Linked DNA regions of Mus musculus: region 1 is linked to region 2. The links are chromatin contacts, called in public Hi-C maps. All regions are on one chromosome and are shown on one strand. The core of a region is the stretch at or near the end of the contact, and the rest is flanking DNA. Distances in the headings are between cores, read along the strand shown.

Region 1 (3,295 bases), core at 25-2,524, 91 kb after region 2:
CACCTGGGTATTTTATTTCTTGTAAGACAGAGATCTGATTTCTCCAACACTCTATTTTCAGTATTTAGTGGAGAATTGTTTTCAGGTATAAGACAGTTAAGTTATCCCTGAAAAACAATGTTTTCAGAAGATATAAGAACATATCAATGACTATGCATTCTCCATCAGAAGTTTTGTCTCATGTGCTGGGTATACATTGAAGAAGGATGTCAATGAGAGTGAACACATAGGTGACTGTTGTTTAAACTGTGCACTGGGTGGGACTTGTTTATACTTGACATTACCAAGACTTCTCAAGTGCCCCACGCTGTTACAATTATTTCACTTTACAAGTGTTGGAGCTGAGATCCCAGAACAATTATGTAATCGGTCCAGGGTGCCCAGCTGGCAAATGACACACACAAGTGGAAAACAAATCTCCTGGAGTTTCATGTCAAAAGCCTTTCTCTCCTCATCCCTTGTAGAACTCCAGTGACTCTCTTGAGAAATATTTTACTGGATGTTTTCAGCATGCTATATGCTTGGAGTGGGTTCTGTGGGAAGCCTGGTGTGCAAGAGTGATAACGAAGATGGGAAGGCAGCAGACAGCTAAGAAGCGGAGTAATATCCATTGGTATCAGCCAATGTAGGAGCTTAGAGGGAGGACTGGCTAAGAAAAACGCTCTTTGAACTCTGAAAGTCATTTAGGGATCCAGCTAAGTTCTGGGAGGCAACAAATCTCCCAGACAGAGGAAGTTTGATGTATGTCATAAATCTATGCTTCTCGGCATTTGCCTGTCACTGTAGTCTCTAGCAGTTCTTTCACAGTTTGAAAGTACTAAGTAACCAAGTAAAACTCCCCTATCATTCCTAAGTGAGTTAAGGATTAGCTCATAGCCAACATGTGTTTGTTGGAAACCGAACCCAGGTCTTCTGCAAGAGTATCAAATGTTCTTAACCATTGAGCTATCTCTCCCGTCCCTCACAGATGCTTTTAAAGACAGACTCTGTGTTCATTATAATTATTTAGTTACCATTTAGTAAATATTGAGACTCTATTGCTTAGTTGGTAGTGTTCTAGGCAATAAGGAGAGGTTATCTTAAGAAGTTTATAATTTAATTTGTATATGTGGTGGTGTACATTTCTCTTAGCTTATTTTTCTACCAGTTGGTCACTGGTAGGATGTGATTGTCCTCATTTAATGTTATGAAATCATTCATTAACTGGCTTGCTCACATCAAGCCTGTCACACAACTGGCCTTGCCAGGTCTACCAGCCCAAAGCCTGCTCACAAAAGGAAGTAAAGTAACAAAAGCCTGAGTTGTGCTTCAGGGCTTCATGTGGACTTACACCGATCATGGCTTCCCCTTTTTAAAAGACCATTTTTCTTATTTTAAATGTTTGACATTTTGCCTTCATTCTAGGGGTTGAGCCCAGAACCCAACACAAGCTAAGCAAGTGTTCTATAATTGAGCTAACCCAGGCCCCAAACTTAATCTTAGAAATCTCTCTTAATGTTCAATGCCCACCTTTACTCTGCTTTTATAGGTTCAGAACTTCCAACTCCCCAGAAACTCTACAGATACTAAACCTACTTGTCTGGGCACTTTAAGTGGTGATCTCTGTTGTATTTCTGTAGTGTTCAGTTCTACTTTTTGGTGCTTTTCATTTCACCTTCCTGGTTGGTTGAGTGTAGAGGACACAGGTTACAGATAGTTTTAGAGAAATCAGAATTGTTAAACACTTTTTCCCCCCTAACATAATATTTGTACTGATTACTTGGGAATTTCACATAATGCACCCTGATCACTTTTGCTTCTCAGTCTTCCAAGGTCCACCTCCATTACCCTTGTGACACCCTTCCTCCAAAAAAAAGAAAAAGAAGAAAAAGAAAATTAAGAAAACAAAACAAAAGTCAATTTGTGTTACCCATGTGCTCACGGGAGCATGGTTAAACACCCAGTAGCTTGTCCCTTAAAGGAAACTGAGCCCTTCCCCACCTACTCCCAGTAGAAGCCATAAATTGTGGGGAGCTACATTTCAGCATCCTTGCCATAAAACTTAAGAGTTCTCTTTGATGGCTTCCTTTCTAGGCTGTTACTTATTTTGGGAAGTGGGGTTAGGGGTTGTCACAGAGACCTTTAATGTGTCTGCAGTCATTGATACTACTGCAATAACAAACAAATAGACAGACAGACAGACAGACAGACAGACAAACAACCTTCCCTGCCATTTACAATCAGCACCATCATGGATCATGGACTTCCACTAGGTTTCTTGAGACAACACAGACCACAGACATCCACAGCCCTCTGTTGGTAGCATGTGCTACAGACCTCAGCATGCTCTCCAGTGACAGTACAGAACCCCAAAGCATGGGCATCAACATGGACCCCTGCCGCAGCGTGGGCCACAGACACCATCATAATAGATAGCCATTGGAGGCAACATAGGACACAGACATCAGCAGGGCCTCTGGGGCAGCATGGGTCATGGATACCAGTATGGACCCCAGTGGCAGCCTGACCAGTTCTGTAGACATCAATATGGTCTCCAAAGGCTGGATATCCCAGCTTATATATTGACTGTGAGGTGACTGCATAATTCTGTTGGGAAAATATTTTGCTTTCAAAGTTCTTTATGGTATGGACTTGGGGACATTTAGCCATTATGTACCAGCATCACTATAGCCCATGAAGTACTCAAGTTTTTCCAAAAGCCCCTCTAAATTTTCTAAAATGTACTAGGTTTATTTTTATTAAATTTGCCTCCTCTGCCATATCTATAGGATTTAGGAAGAAGGGTAAATGCATGTACTAACTCAGGCAACATTAAGGCAATTATCAGTGAGCTCTACGGTGGCTCTCAGGAACCTCACCCAGAGAATGGCTCTTAGAAGAGGATTCCTTCCCTGTTCTTTCATGAGAACAGCCAGTGTTCATTTCTCTTGTACTTCTCCCATTCTTTGTTATCTATTGTAGGTTATAGTAAGCTATTTCTCTGCTGGTGAAATGAGACAATTCAATCCAGATTAAAGTATATAAAAGTACTCTTGAGCTGGCTTACTGGTCCCTTCCAAGGAAAGAGGCCAGAGAAGTCACTGCGGAGAGGCGACAAAGGGAATGGGGAAGTGAAAGAGAAAAAGAGCATACTCCAGGAGAGAGAGAAAATGCAGAGAGCGAGAGTGAGAACAAGAGCAAGAGTGAGAGAGCAAGAGAGGGAGGGAGGGAGGGAGGGATGAAAAGAGGAAGGGAGGGAGGTAGAGAGGAAGGGAAGGGGGGAGACACCAAAATGTCTAGATAATATATTAAAGAG
Region 2 (3,661 bases), core at 240-2,739:
GCTAGTTTTCAGAAAGGAGGCTTCCAGGTCAAATCCAGCTTGATTCTTCCAACTCAAGTGAATCCCAGCACTTGGGAGGCAGAGTTAGGCAGATTTCTGAGTTCGAGGCCAGCCTGGTCTACAAAGTGAGTTCCAGGACAAGCCAGGGCTACACAGAGAAACTCTGTTTTCAGCAATAAGGACTTGCTTCAGCTTCTGGGAGGCAAGCAAGGGCTATGGCAACAGTCCATATTATTTTGGGAATTGCTTGGATTCCTCTGACCAACCACTCAAAAGGAGATTTCTCATGTCTGTACTGGGGTTTTTGTTACTGTATGGCTCTTGGGGGGAACATTTTTACCCTAAGTAAAGTAATTTCATTAAAATAATAATACATGAGCATGTGCACATGTGTACACACATGCTCAGACACATTTACACACTTATACCTGGAACTTTGATGCTCCTTTCCCCACCCAATCCTGAGTATTGGGGTTCCAGGAATGCACCATCCCATGCTGGGATCTAACTCAGCCCTTCACGCATGCTAAGCAGACACTGCCGGCTGGGCAGTAGTTCTGACACTGTTTCTCATTTTATTTAAAAACATTTATGTAGGGTTATTTTTTTGTTTGCTTGCTTACTTATTTTCTATGTAAGGGTACGCACATGCCACAGCATATGTGTCTGGAGGTCACAAGACAACATGTGAGAGGTATGTCTCTTCTTCCACTATATGAGTCATGAGAATTGAACTCGGGTTGACAGACTTGATGGCAGGCACCTTTACTCCCAGAACCAGCCCTATTTTTTTTTTTAATGATAGTCTTACATGAAGTGTGAGGTTGCCTGGAACGTGATATGTACCCAGGCTTGCTTTGAACTGTGTTATCTTCTTGCCCCAGCCTTTCAAGTGCTGGGATTATAGGTTAAACTTTGAAAAACTTAGAATAAGTAGTACAGTGTTTTAAACTATAGTTTGTTTTCTTTGGGTTGCTTTGATTGCTAGGTAATGAATTAAAGTAATTTAAAAATAAAACCTACAGGCAGTGATGGTGCACGCATTGAATCCCAGCACTTGGGAGGCAGAGTTAGGCAGATTTCTGAGTTCGAGGCCAGCCTGGTCTACAGAGTGAGTTCCAGGACAGCCAGGGCTACACAGAGAAACTCTGTCTCAAAACAAAACAAAACAAAACAACAATACAAAACAAAAATTAAAAAAAAATAAATAAAACCTACAATTAAAACGTGTTTTTCATTCATGTGAAAGTCCTAATGGCATATCTAGTCCTAGATACAGTAGTAGCAGAAAAGGGTGAAAATGCACGGGTGTGGCGCAGGCGTCTGTGTCTCCTTTTCGGTAACAGAATATACACACCTTAGACGTTTATGCACAACTTCCACTGTTTGTATCTTATTTCTTTTTAAAAAAAATAGCTATCTGACTTTGTGAATATGCTTACCCACACTGCTTCCTCTTTTGCAGGCGACATTTCCTGGGGCAGGAAAGCTTCCACACATCATCGGAGGATCAGACTTAGTAGGCCACCATGCTCGAAAGAATACCGAGTTAGAAGAATGGTTGAAACAGGAAATGGAGGTAAGTAGAAAGGGAGGCCCCCACACGCGGGATTGCACTTTAGCCTTTGTGACTCGTCAGTGTGGGAGATACATATGCATGTGTGAGAGTGAGTGAGGGGGTGCCTGTGCACAGAGGTTGATTTCAAGAGCCTTTATTATTACCCTTTTTTGTATGTATTTGTTTATTTCTGAGACAGGGTCTCTCACTGAATCTGGAGTGCCAGCTGCTGCTCAGCTGTCCCCTACCTATCTTTCCCCTAGTGCAAAGATGACTGTGTGTACCCAGCTCTTACGTGGGTGCCAGGGCTCTCACGCTAGCATACTTGCACAGCATGCCCTTCATCCACAGAGCCATCTCCCTGGTCCCAAGTAAATTCATCTTAAAAGGAAACTTAAGTGACTTTAGTGACCTGAGGCAGGAGCTGATGCAGAGGCCATGGAGGGATGTTACTTTACTGGCTTGTTTCCCCTGGCTTGCTCAGCTTGCTTGCTTATAGAACTTAGGACTACCAGCCCAGGAATGGCACCACTCACAGTGGGCCCTCCCCGCTTGATCACCAACAGAGAAAATGCCCCACAGCTGGATCTTATGGAGGCACTTCCCCAACTGAAGCTCCTTTCTCTGTGATAACTCCAGCCTGTGTCAAGTTGACACATAAAACCAGCCAGTACACCAAGGAGAAGGGAGCTGCACCAAACACACACCAATGCTCCTTGGATGCTTGGGAGGAGTTAAATGACGGTGCAGCTGTTGGCCTTTTCCATCTTCAGTTGCTTTCCCTGGGAGTTAGAGAGGTGCTTCGTGAATGCTGGGTGCATGCCGCCAAATGCTTGGTTTGTTGCCACAGTGGTTTCGGCGTGTATACAGCTGATGCACACACACCTGAGCACACCACACAGTGACATCTTGCCCTAGGCTTATCCCCACTACCTCCTGTCCGTCATCTGGACTTTGTTCTGTGTCTGACCTTCTACTCATGCTGCAAACCCTTAATTTTCCCAATCACTGGGCCAGTTCTTAAAGTTTCTGGTGATGTTGTCACTTCTGTGAGTCAGACAAAATCTAACGCTGTGCTACCTGACTGGAATGTGGTCCTCATTGTGTAGTAGACACTAAGTAAATACTCAAGAAGTTGGCTTTGACCGTGACTACATGTGGAAAACAAATGGAGGGTGTCTTTCTAGGCAGAGGAGAAATAGGAACAAAACCACTCAGATTTTCATATTTAGGGGAAGAGTCTGTTTGTCCTTCTGTTCTGACTAAGAAAGCAAGCACACAGGGTCCATGAGGGGGCACGAGGTGGTTAGGAGGCCAGCACACCAAGAGCCAGATTTAGGGTTTGCACATTTGAGGGTCAGACTGGGCAGTCGTTTGAGAAAGGAGCCTGCAGCAGGGGCTTTTCCCTGATCTAACTCTGGTGCGTTAGGAGCTTGGTGAGGCCTTGTGAAAATTATTGTGGCCAAAAACTCCTCCGTCCTGATTTAGCAAGAGGAAGGGAGATTGCTCGCCTGTCACGCTGCTTTGACTGTTGATGATGTGATTCTTGCACTCTCAACTCACGGTCACTGGAACGACTATGACTCAGAGCAAGTTAGACAAGTCTCTCTTTAAATCCCTAATTAAAAAGTTTAATTTTGTGGTTTTGCATGTTTCTGTGTGTGTATGCATGCACTTCCATACTATCGTATGTGCCTGGAGGCCAGAGGTCAGACTTTTGGAGTCATACAGACGTGGGTATGGAACTCAGCGCATCATGCTTGTCAGCATGCAGCCTCACTCACTGAACCAGTTTCAATGAAGCCCATATTCCATCGTCGTCCTTGAGCCCAGAACACTGAACTTTCTGCTAAAAAGACTGTTTAGAAACTCAGTAACCTAGCTATCTGTGTTGATTGTCTTTGAAATTGGCTAGACAGTTACTTAACTACAGTCGTGCAGTGATTTTAGCATGAAGTGAAAATAGAGAGGTTGGCTGAATGGGAAGACTACAGAAGAACACTTGCTGACGAGTGACAAGCTTGTGTGTGGAAATCTGGAGGTGTTTGCTGCTGAGTAAATGAGCCACATTATGTTAACTTTGACAGGTACAGAAACAACAAG

Evidence for each region. Hi-C and Micro-C count contacts between places; a contact is called where the count stands out from the background.
Region 1: a contact with region 2 is called in a Hi-C map of bone marrow-derived macrophages, with 52 read pairs. The contact joins two enhancer-like sites. A contact is called at or near these places in 7 of 15 datasets of contacts at CTCF or cohesin (CD8 T cells, the G1E-ER4 cell line, the NIH/3T3 cell line and 4 more), 138 of 484 Hi-C or Micro-C datasets (the 3T3-L1 cell line, 3T3-L1-derived adipocytes, the AML12 cell line and 77 more), 9 of 115 datasets of contacts at active chromatin or transcription factors (CD8 T cells, the HPC-7 cell line, astrocytes and 5 more) and 3 of 9 other capture datasets (adipose tissue, bone marrow-derived macrophages and liver).

What each region holds. Positions count from the first base shown.
Region 1 is chr4:16,079,162-16,082,456 of GRCm38.p6, forward strand. No RefSeq gene overlaps it. Among named protein-coding and RNA genes, the nearest start is that of Osgin2, 67 kb to the left of the region's middle. Within about 2 kb of position 1,275, at least 9 of the 459 cell types and tissues checked have an H3K27ac peak or open chromatin away from gene starts, as enhancers often do. A contact at or near this core is called in bone marrow-derived macrophages, where this site is marked.
Region 2 is chr4:15,987,537-15,991,197 of GRCm38.p6, forward strand. It overlaps Nbn (nibrin), which reads left to right. Exons shown (of 16, transcript NM_013752.3): 14 at 1,466-1,579; 15 at 3,646-3,661. Among named protein-coding and RNA genes, the nearest start is that of Osgin2, 25 kb to the right of the region's middle. Within about 2 kb of position 1,490, at least 31 of the 459 cell types and tissues checked have an H3K27ac peak or open chromatin away from gene starts, as enhancers often do. A contact at or near this core is called in bone marrow-derived macrophages, where this site is marked.